Linked DNA regions of Rattus norvegicus: region 1 is linked to region 2. The links are chromatin contacts, called in public Hi-C maps. All regions are on one chromosome and are shown on one strand. The core of a region is the stretch at or near the end of the contact, and the rest is flanking DNA. Distances in the headings are between cores, read along the strand shown. Region 1 holds the start of Ddx41 (DEAD-box helicase 41). Region 2 has its middle 11 kb from the start of Tmed9.

Region 1 (5,230 bases), core at 88-2,587, 59 kb after region 2:
ACAGCCATCTGTAATGGGATCCGATGCCCTCTTCTGGTGTATCTGAAGACAGCTACAGTGTACTTAGATATAATAAATGAATAAATCTTTAAAAAAAAATTCCAGTTGTGGCAAAAGTAAAAGTCTGGTCAAGTTTAGACCTGGTGCCCCTATGTCTCTTGACATTCCCCGCCCCACAACAGAGTAACTGCCATTATGAATTCCAGGGGGTTGTTTACCTTAAGGTGAGTTCTTACTATGTAGCCCTGGCTGGCTTCAAACTCAGATCTGCCTGCTGGGATTAAAGGTTCATGCAACCACCTGGCTTTTGTTAGTTTTTTTTCTTTTACTTATTGCTTCTTCACATCCTACAAGAGAGGCCGCTTGCTATGAATATCACGAAAATCGATTTGCACCACCTTTGTGATGATTTCATGCTAGTATTATGGTATACACAATCCCAGCACTCATGAGGCTTAAGCAGGAGGATCGCCACAAGTTTGAAGCCAGGCTTGGCTGCATGTCAAGACCCTCTCTTAGGGGAAAAAAAAAAAAGAATCCTTATATTTCTCCCAATCTCCAGACAAGTGAGTTCTCTTTGGCACTACAGGGTGATCAGCACTCCCATTACAGATAAAGACTTGAGAAGAGGCAGCCAGCACTAGCTCTGTCTTTACTCCTTAAAGTTGGACAACCTGGGCCCGGTGTCCTTTTCTCTCAACCTCACACCAACCCCTGAGATCTCTATGCCCTAAGGAATTTGTGTATTTACTGTCTACCCTAAGCCCCTTTCCGGCTCTCCTGATGGTGACTTCTCCACTTTCTCTGTAAACCCAGATCCAACGTCTCCTCTGTGCTATCTCTAGCTTCCCAGGCAGTCAATCTGAGATTTATATCATTTACCAAGGTTAAAAAACACCTTGGCCATTATTTTACATCCGTCCCGTCGTGTTACTTCACGCAGACGAGGCATCATTCTGCGAGCACCGCCCACGAGGAACTCGCATGCAGGGCTGGGACTCCTGGTCGCCAGAGGGCGCAGCGCTCCCCGGAGAGTGCGGGGAAGAACGTCTTGCTGAGAGGTGGGGTGCGGCGGAGGGTATTCCAACAGATTCCTCCTTTAAACCAGGACTTGAATCTTCTGCGCATGTCTCAAACGTTCCCGCTACCCACAAGGCTTCGCTAGACTCTTTCAATCAGCTCTGCCACTCGCCCGCCTACGCGCTAGAAGAAGATTGTCCCAGTTCGCGATCCGGCGCTCACGGCGTTGCTAGGCGACGACAGCCGTTTTTTCCATGCCGATTGGAGCTCAGATGAGGCGTGGTTTTTTCAGCCCTGGCACTGCGCATGTGTGCGGCCTACGATGGAGGAGTCGGAACCCGAGCGGAAGGTGGGACTGAGGTTGGGTCCACGCGAGGGGTTGCGGGTAGGGGGAGGGGCCGCAGTTGACTCGGGTCTCCGCAGCGGGCTCGCACGAACGAGGCGACTGCGGGTGGGAGCCGCTCCGAGGACGAAGATGAGGACGACGAGGACTACGTGCCCTACGTGCCGTTGCGGCAGCGCCGGCAGCTTCTGGTGAGGGGCCTCATCCCAGGTGCAACGGCGACAGGTCCCCGGCCGTCCGCGGGAGGGGGGATATGGGGGGCGGTAGCAGTACCCTTGGGACGTGGTTCTGAGGAAAACCAGGGACTAGTGAACCTGAGTTCCGGACAGACGTGCGCCCAGTGCACACGACCCCCTTCCCGGAAAAAGCCAGCAGCCTAGGTTCCGACCCTCCCCGGTGCTGTGCCCCACCACCTACCGGGTCTTGGGCTTGACTCTGAGGGACACTGGTGGAACCTCAGCTCCAGAAGCTGCTGCAGCGAAGACGCAAGGGAGCTGCAGAGGAAGAGCAGCAGGACAGTGGCAGTGAGCCCCGAGGAGATGAGGACGACATCCCGCTGGGTCCTCAGTCCAATGTCAGCCTCCTGGATCAGCACCAGCACCTCAAAGAGAAGGCTGAAGGTGGGCAGAGCAGGAAGGAGAGAGGTTGAGCCTAGGACACAATGCTCCTGGTTCTCTGACATCTTCGGCTTTCTTTCTCAGCACGCAAGGAGTCCGCCAAGGAAAAGCAACTGAAGGAAGAAGAAAAGATTCTGGAGAGTGTGGCTGAAGGCCGAGGTACCATTATAGTTGGTGCAGACAGGTTGTGTCCCAAGGGGTCTCCTTTGAGAGGCAGGAACCTCATTGAGCTATGTCTGTCTCCTCAGCCTTGATGTCAGTGAAGGAAATGGCCAAAGGCATTACCTACGACGATCCAATCAAAACTAGGTATGCCTTTTCAGTCAGTGTATGCGGATGCGGCTAAGACTGGCGGTGGGGCCCAACTGTACTGTACTGTGTTGACCCCTCCTGCCCACTGCCTACCCGCAGTTGGACACCCCCGCGCTATGTCCTGAGCATGTCAGAAGAGCGGCACGAGCGTGTTCGGAAGAAGTACCACATCCTGGTGGAGGGAGACGGTATCCCGCCACCCATCAAGAGCTTCAAGGAAATGAAGCTCCCTGCAGGTACCTGAGGAGAGGGAGGCACTGAGCCGGTTTACCATCTTCTCTCTGGGACAGTGTGTCCCAGTGCCTGCTCCCTACGCTCAGCAATGGGAATGCAGAGTTGGATAGAGGATGTCCCCCTGTGGTTGTTGGTGGCACTTAGTTGGGAGGGAGAAGCTCTTTTGAGACAGGATCTCTTTCTGCAGCCCAGGCCGACCTCAGATTCAAAACAGTCGTCCTGCATCCTCCCTACCGAATGCTAACGCTAGCGTTGTAGGCATGGTCCCCACGCCCTGTGAGGAGATGCAGGTTTGAAAGCGTTGTCAGTGCTTGTCCTAATTGCCCCAGAACATGGCATGGTCAGGCTTCCCTCAGACTCAGACCCAGTGCCTGTGCCTCCTGGGTACAGTGGTAATGGGCGCGGCCCACTACTCCTCGATAGAGGAAGGGTCTCTTTAGACTTATTTTCAGATGTCTCAGCTGTCTTCTGCTTCGATGCCGCTTCAGTGCGAACTTAGGCCCAGTCAGCCAGTGGGCTTTGGACCCACTGTTTCGTGACCCCCAGCCTCTGTTTCATGGCTTATAACCTACAAGGAAGAGCTAATTCTGTGGGATTCAGGATTCCAGTAAAACAACTGTTCTTTCCCACAGCTATCCTTCGAGGCCTGAAGAAAAAGGGCATCCTCCACCCAACACCCATTCAGATCCAGGGCATCCCTACCATGTAAGTATGGGCTGTGGGCGTGGCTGTAACAGAGAGGCAGCACCCATTTATCTAACTGGGCCCAGTCCTGAAGCTGTCCTCTCCCGGCAGTCTGTCTGGTCGGGACATGATTGGCATCGCCTTCACGGGGTCAGGCAAGACTCTGGTATTCACACTGCCCGTCATCATGTTCTGCCTGGAACAAGAGAAGCGGTTGCCTTTCTCCAAGCGGGAAGGGCCTTATGGACTTATCATCTGCCCCTCAGTAAGGCAGGCTAACCCAATGGTTGGGAGGAGGGCGGGGCTGGCCTCTGGTACCAGCTTTGTCTCTCCTTCAGCGAGAGCTGGCTCGGCAGACCCATGGCATCCTGGAGTATTACTGCCGTCTGCTGCAGGAAGACAGCTCCCCTCTCCTGCGCTGCGCACTCTGCATCGGGGGCATGTCGGTGAAGGAGCAGATGGAGACCATCCGACAGTATGTGCTGAGGCTCCCACAGGGGTCCCCAGAGTTCCCAGAGAAGCAGAAGAACCCTTTAGCTTAGCGACTGCAGGGTCCTCACAGAGTTCTTCTGTGAGTTCAACCCTTGAGGCGATATGATTTGGGGTTGGATGGAAAACTAGCTGGATACTGTGGGAATAGAACAGATGGGATGTCCCATTCTCTGGGACATTAGAGGTCAGAAAAGGCTGCAGGGAAAGTGCCATTTGAATTTTGGGGGCAGTTCAGGTAGAAAGCTCAGAGATTGAAATCTGGAGTATCCAGAAAAATTAAAACTCTTCACTGTGGTTAACCAAGGAGGCTAAGGTACTGATGTGGGGGCCAGACCTCAGTGGCACCTCTGCTCTGTCCTTTCTAGGTAGTGCAATCCCCAGCAGACCAGGCCCAGAGGCGACAGTCAGAGCAGAGCTCACCCCTGCGTCTGAGGTATTCACAGACTCAGGGAAGATTCAGGCATGTAACAGACAGCCTATCGGAAACATGAGCCCAGCAAGGCCAGCAACGGGACATATGAACCAGGAGTAAAACCTCTAGAGGCTCAGGACAGCCCTCGTGGGGAAGGCATGTCAAATAGTGCAGCCCAGAGAGGGCCAGCCCCTACTAAATAAGCTGCCTGTGCTAACAGAAGACAGCATGGGAGAAGCTGAGAGGCAGTGGGGAGGCAGCAAAAGCAGAAGGCAGTGCAGTCTCTTGGTAGGTCACAGGATACCCAGGTACCCAAAACCAGGGTTTCTTTGTTCTCAGTGGTGTGCACATGATGGTAGCCACACCGGGACGCCTCATGGATTTGCTGCAGAAGAAAATGGTCAGCCTAGACATCTGCCGCTACCTGGCCCTGGATGAGGCTGACCGCATGATCGACATGGGCTTTGAGGGTGACATCCGTACCATCTTCTCCTACTTCAAGGTGCCTGACCCCTGCCTCACTCAGAGCTCAGGAACCCCGCACATAAACATTCATGTACTGCGTGTTGAGCTGCAGGGTCCCTGCCTCTCAGGGTCTGTGGCTCAGCTGCTCAGTATCCCCATCCCCATCCCCCATGTGCCCTCTACCTAGTCCTGCATGCCCTTAGCCCACTGGCTCTTGACCTCCTAATGCTGAGACCACAACAGCTCGTCACAGCGTGGTGACCCCAACCATACAGTTATCATCACTGCTCCATAGTGGTAATGCTACTGTTAGCAATTGAATTGTAAACGTCTGCTACGAAGGCTCTCAAATGGGACCCCTCAGGTCTTAGCCCAGCCCCGGCCTTTCTCAGGGCCAGCGGCAGACTCTGCTCTTCAGTGCCACCATGCCGAAGAAGATTCAGAACTTCGCCAAGAGCGCCCTGGTCAAGCCTGTCACCATCAATGTTGGTCGTGCTGGAGCAGCCAGCCTTGACGTCATCCAGGTAGGCACACACTCCTAAGAGGCAGAGTCTTGCCAGTATAGACTAAAGCTGGCCTTGTTCCCTTGAAGCCAACCGAAGAGTCTTTTAACCAAGGCCATTCTTAGGCTGTGTGTCCTTCATGGCAAGA
Region 2 (5,092 bases), core at 215-2,714:
AATCTGGTCTTGAATTGCCAAGGTAGCTGGGATGGATTTCTGTAGGCAAATTTATCTTACCAAGGTGGGTGGTTTATATCCTTACCAATTGGTTGTGAGTTTATTGTGCAGATGTATTGTGGATTGAGAATTTAACATGTAAATCTGACTGTTGAGTTAGTTTGTTGAGTCTTGATTTTAACGGGTTGTCGGGGGTTGTTGGGAGTTTATACCGTAACCATTAGGACGCAGATGTAAACAGAGCAGCAGCAGACAGTTACAAGACAGTAGCCACCGCTGGGAGCAGGAGATAGACGCTGGGAATGTAAGCAGTAAGAGCTGTGAGTGAGGGTGGACCAGCTCTCAGCCCAGCTCTCAGCCGGTGGACCTGGGGGCAAAGGATTTGGGAGCCCCTGCTGTGCAGAGAGGCTGGATGGTTCCCTGAGAGGAGCTAGGAGCTAAGAGCAAGGAGCTAGGAGGAAGACAATGAGAAGCAGACAATAAAAACTGCCTGCCACCAGCCACCAGATAAATAAAGAATAGCAACTTATAAATTTGATTTATTTGTTTCTAAGGATAGAGGGAAATATTCAGATTTTTCCGGAGCCACGTGGGGATTCCTTCCTATGGTTCCAAAATTGATAAAGAAATAAGGTTCACATTGGTATAAGTTTGCATATTGACACAAAATTTGAAATTAATATTGTTACTCTTAGATAGGCATTGTGCCTATGCAATTCACTGAAGGATACAAGGCTTTGACCCTGTCCTTCTGTAGCTGCCATTGCAAACTGTCTAGGATGAGTAAGTGATGCAAGTTAAGGGCCAGAGAGCAAACTCACAGCTACATTAGATTCTGATTTAAGTATAATAAGGTGTTTTCAATATTATTCAATTAGAAATAGCTTTTTGTAGGGGGCTGGAGAGATGGCTCAGTCTTTAAGAGCACCAACTGCTCCTCCAGAGGTCCTGAGTTCAAATCCCAGCACCCACATGGTGGCTCACAACCATCTGTAACGAGATCTGATGCCCTCTTCTGGTGTGTCTGAAGACAGCTACAGTGTACTTATATATAATAAATAAATAAATCTTAGAAATAGGTAAGAGTAGTCAAGGTTTAACAATTCAGATATACCTGATATAAACAGATAGTCTTCAAAAACATCAGAAGTCCACAGAATCTGACATTTAATCAATTCATTATTATTAGGAATTTTGACTAGAGACACGTCTGCTCCTGACAGTGCCTCCCTCACAGTTCAAATAAGACATTGAGCATCTTTACCTCCAGGTGAGGTTGCTTGTCGCGGCACTGGGCAGAAATTGCCTATATAATCTGCAGACAAAATACCCGTGCTCCCCCTGGTCCCTCCTGCTGACTCATGCTACGGCTGAGGCCTGGCTGTCTCTGCTAGGTCGTGTCACTGCTGTTGCTAACCCAATTCTGCCGAACTGGACTGAACTGGACTGCTGGCGTATCTGTGAGGTATTTTCGAGTGGATCGAGCTGCCACTGCTGACCTGTGAACTGAACTATCGATTTCCAGACAACACAGTTGGGAATTGCTCCAAAGAACCTCTCTGAACAGGTCCACTTTTCCCATATCCTTTCTTTCCCACTACCTAATGGTGGGTGGTGGGCTAAAAGGGAGGTTACATAATTTAAGAACCATCATTAAAAATAGGTTTGGGGGGTTGGGGATTTAGTTCAGTGGTAGAGCGCTTGCCTAGCAAGCGCAAGGCCCTGGGTTCGGTCCCCAGCTCCGAAAAAAAGAAAAAGAAAAAAAAATAGGTTTGGGAGAAATTACAGTTCCCCAGGCCACCAGTGGCAGCCTGATTCATTTCCAAACACTTCACAGATACACCAGCAGGCCAGTTCGGTAGAGCCAGGATAGCAAACAGGAATCAGCAGCGGTGGCACCACCTAGCAAAGATAGCCAGGCCTCAGCCTCAGCGTGAGTTAGGAAGAGGGACCAAGGTCAGCAGGATCATCAGGAGTTCTTTTTTTTTTTTTTTTTTTAAGATTTATTTATTTACTTTATATGAGTACACTGTGGTTGTCCTCAGACACACCAGAAGAGGGCATCAGATCCCATTACAGATGGTTGTGAGCCACCATGTGGTTGCTGGGAATTGAACTCAGGACCTCTGGAAGAGCAGTCTGTTCTCTTATCGGCTGAGCCATCTCTCCAGCCCTCATCAGGAGTTCTTAACTGTGTCTCTCGCAGTGAAGTGAAGATCAGCGAAGACACTAGACTGTTGTGGTAAATATTAAAAAAAGATTCTGGCAACCCTCTCTAGTGCCAGCTCCGGTGGGCTGGCTACTCCCTGAGCCCTGCAGCAGCCGCCCTCTTGCAACTCTCTTGCTGCAGACTCCGCTCACATTCCCAGCATCCGCCCCCTGTGATTATAGTCACAACTCCCAGTTACCCGTTAAAATCAGAACTCAATAACCTTGTAATTTAGCAATCAGACTTATATCTTAAATTCTCAATCCACAAAATGCCTACATAATAAACTCACAACCAATTGATAATGATATAAAGTGCCCACCTGGATAAGACAAATTGTCCTATAAAAATCCATCCCTTAAGAAATATTCAGGGTTGGAGAGATGGCTCAGCGGTTAAGAGCACTGACTGCTCTTCCAGAGGTCCTGAGCTCAATTCCCATCAACCACATGGTGGCTCACCGCCATCTGTAAAGAGATCCGATGCCCTCTTCTGGTGTGTCTGAAGACAGCAACAGTGTACTCACATACATAAAATAAATAAAATCTTTAAAAAAAAGAAAGAAAGAAAGAAAGAGAGAAAGAAAGAAAGAAGGAAATATTTATAGCTACCTGTGGTCGTTTAAGGCCACACAGATCTGGGTCGTCCTTCTCTGCCTCCATCGTGGTTCTTTCTGTTTCCTCTCCCCCACCTTACAAAAACTCTGTCCCCGCCTTACTTTTTCACTGCCCAACCACAGGCCTTGCCTTATCTTGTGCCAGCCCTCACCTGCATATGGATATCCGCTACACTAGACCCACAAGCATTGTATGGCCACCTCTATAATCAAGCCAAGCTCAGCCCGTGTATAACCCCCCAAACATCACGTGTCCTCCACTTGTCTGCCTCAGCTGACACCACTCAGCCAATCAGCCTGAGTCTGCAAAAGCAGCAAGAAACGGCAGCACACCACCAGCAGTGTTTTGGCGCGGTTTCTCTCTATGGAGTCCCAATGAATGCAGTTCAACTATGCAACGCAAGGCAGACCAGTACATGCCTGTTGCTAGTGAAGTCATTTCTCGTGCTTGCTTTATAGCAGAACATCCTTTCACCTGTGTCTGCTTCCAGAGAACTCTCCTTCACGAGTCCGCCTTAGCAAAACGCCATCCAACACAAATGACTTCCGAAGAACCCTTAAGTTTCCACTTCACCTCATGACTATAATTTTGCTGCTGACATAAATCATAATGCAAATATCTGTTTTCTGATGGGCTTAGGCGACCCCAATCAGGTTGTGACGACGCACACACAGGTTGAGAGCCACTGCATGGAAGCTGCCGCCTGTTGGGGGTAATCTTTCGTGCAGTGTGTAAAGGCTGTCACTATTATTCAAGTGGTGATTCGTATACCTGCAGAGATTTGAGTACAGGACGCGGGGCTGTTATTTTTATGAGACGCCACGGTTGACTCCGCGTTTTGTAAACATCTTCTCCACCACCTTCTGATTGGTTTAATGAAGAGATGAATGGCCTGTGGCAAAGCAGGAAAGGATAGGGGTGGAACTTCCAGGAAGAGATAGGAGAAAGAGTCTGAGGCAGGAGATTCACCACCAGCCAGATGTGGAGCAAGAAGGCATTGAGGAGGTAATGAGTCACATGGCAGAATGTAGATTAATATAAATAGGTCAATTTAAGTATAAGAGCTAGGTGAGGGCAAGCCTTAGTTAAGGCCAAGCTTTCATAACTAATTAAAGTATCTGTGTCATGACTTGAGCAAGAGACTTACAGTTATAGTCACCCAGGTAGCATCTTCTCCTTTCAGTCACTCCTTCTGTGTGTCTTTTCATCTGTTCCAGACACCCAAGTTGATGGTCAAGATTAACTACCATGATCCCTTTATGTATTCCTATTCTCAATGTAGGCACATTGATATAAATCCCCCCTCCTCGCTTTCTTTTCTTTCTTTTTTTCTTTTTCTTTTTCGGAGCTGGGGACCAAACCCAGGGCCTTGCGCTTGCTAGGCAAGCGCTCTACCACTGAGCTAGATCCCCAACTCCTCTTTCTTTTTTAAAAGACGTACTTATTTATTTTATGTATGTGAGTACACTGTTGCTGTCTTCAGACACACCAGCAGAGGGCATTGGATCCCATTACAGATGGTTGTGAGCCACCATGTGGTTGCTGGGAATTGAACTCAGGACCTCTGGAAAAGCAGTCAGTGCTCTTAACCACTGAGCCATCTCTCCAGCCCCCTCCCTGCTTTTCAATATTGATTATCTCTATAATTGATGTATCGGAGATGAAGGGCCAAGCCCAATGTGTTGGGGCTGCCAGAAATTAGACTTTTGCCTCAAACACTCCTATCATAGGGTAATAGATAGAAGCTACTGTGCCCAGTTATGTGGGGTTGAAGCTATGGAACGGTGGGACTGGGAGAAGCTGGCCTGGAGCAAGAGTGGGGTTGAGGCACATCCAACCCTCGAAACCTCATCCCGAGATCGGCAGGAGTAGGACCATGTCCCCTTTGCCACAGGTGCACATAGCCTGTGCCCCCCACCTTTGCCTCACCAAAGGAGGTCATGTAGCCATTAGCCAGGTTAAATTTTCTTTCCCCTGATGAGGTCAAGTCTGGCAGCACCTGGAATTCCTCCTTATGCAAATGAACCATCCCCAGTATCCTGGCCCCATAGTCCCTACTCACCCCCGAAAGGGTTTAAATGACCCTTGACCCCCTGTCCCCCCCAATTAAATGAGCTTTTCAGTGAAGCTCGCCACCCATGAGTCTGTTCTCTTCAGCTCACTCACCACCTGAGGCCTCAGTACCCCCCCAGCTGTTGTGGCTCACTTTCCCTCTTAGGCTCCCTGCTCTGATTACACAGGATCACACCATTAGGGAGATTGAGGA

What was found. A called contact is a pair of places that touch in the nucleus more often than the background predicts.
Region 1: a contact with region 2 is called in a Hi-C map of liver, with 4 times the contacts expected there. The contact joins the promoter of Ddx41 here to the enhancer-like site in region 2. A contact is called at or near these places in 8 of 12 Hi-C or Micro-C datasets (the A7r5 cell line, Schwann cells, hepatocytes and 4 more).

Annotation. Positions count from the first base shown.
Region 1 is chr17:9,106,833-9,112,062 of GRCr8, forward strand. It overlaps Ddx41 (DEAD-box helicase 41), which reads left to right and starts at 1,338. Exons shown (of 17, transcript NM_001108046.2): 1 at 1,338-1,369; 2 at 1,444-1,554; 3 at 1,824-1,983; 4 at 2,065-2,139; 5 at 2,229-2,289; 6 at 2,392-2,528; 7 at 3,159-3,231; 8 at 3,322-3,475; 9 at 3,549-3,685; 10 at 4,454-4,616; 11 at 4,972-5,103. The coding sequence starts at 1,343. It overlaps LOC108348505 (a long non-coding RNA gene), which reads right to left and starts at 1,022. Exons shown (of 3, transcript XR_010059075.1): 1 at 883-1,022.
Region 2 is chr17:9,047,612-9,052,703 of GRCr8, forward strand. No RefSeq gene overlaps it. Among named protein-coding and RNA genes, the nearest start is that of Tmed9, 11 kb to the left of the region's middle. Within about 2 kb of position 1,465, at least 2 of the 93 cell types and tissues checked have an H3K27ac peak or open chromatin away from gene starts, as enhancers often do. A contact at or near this core is called in hepatocytes and liver, where this site is marked.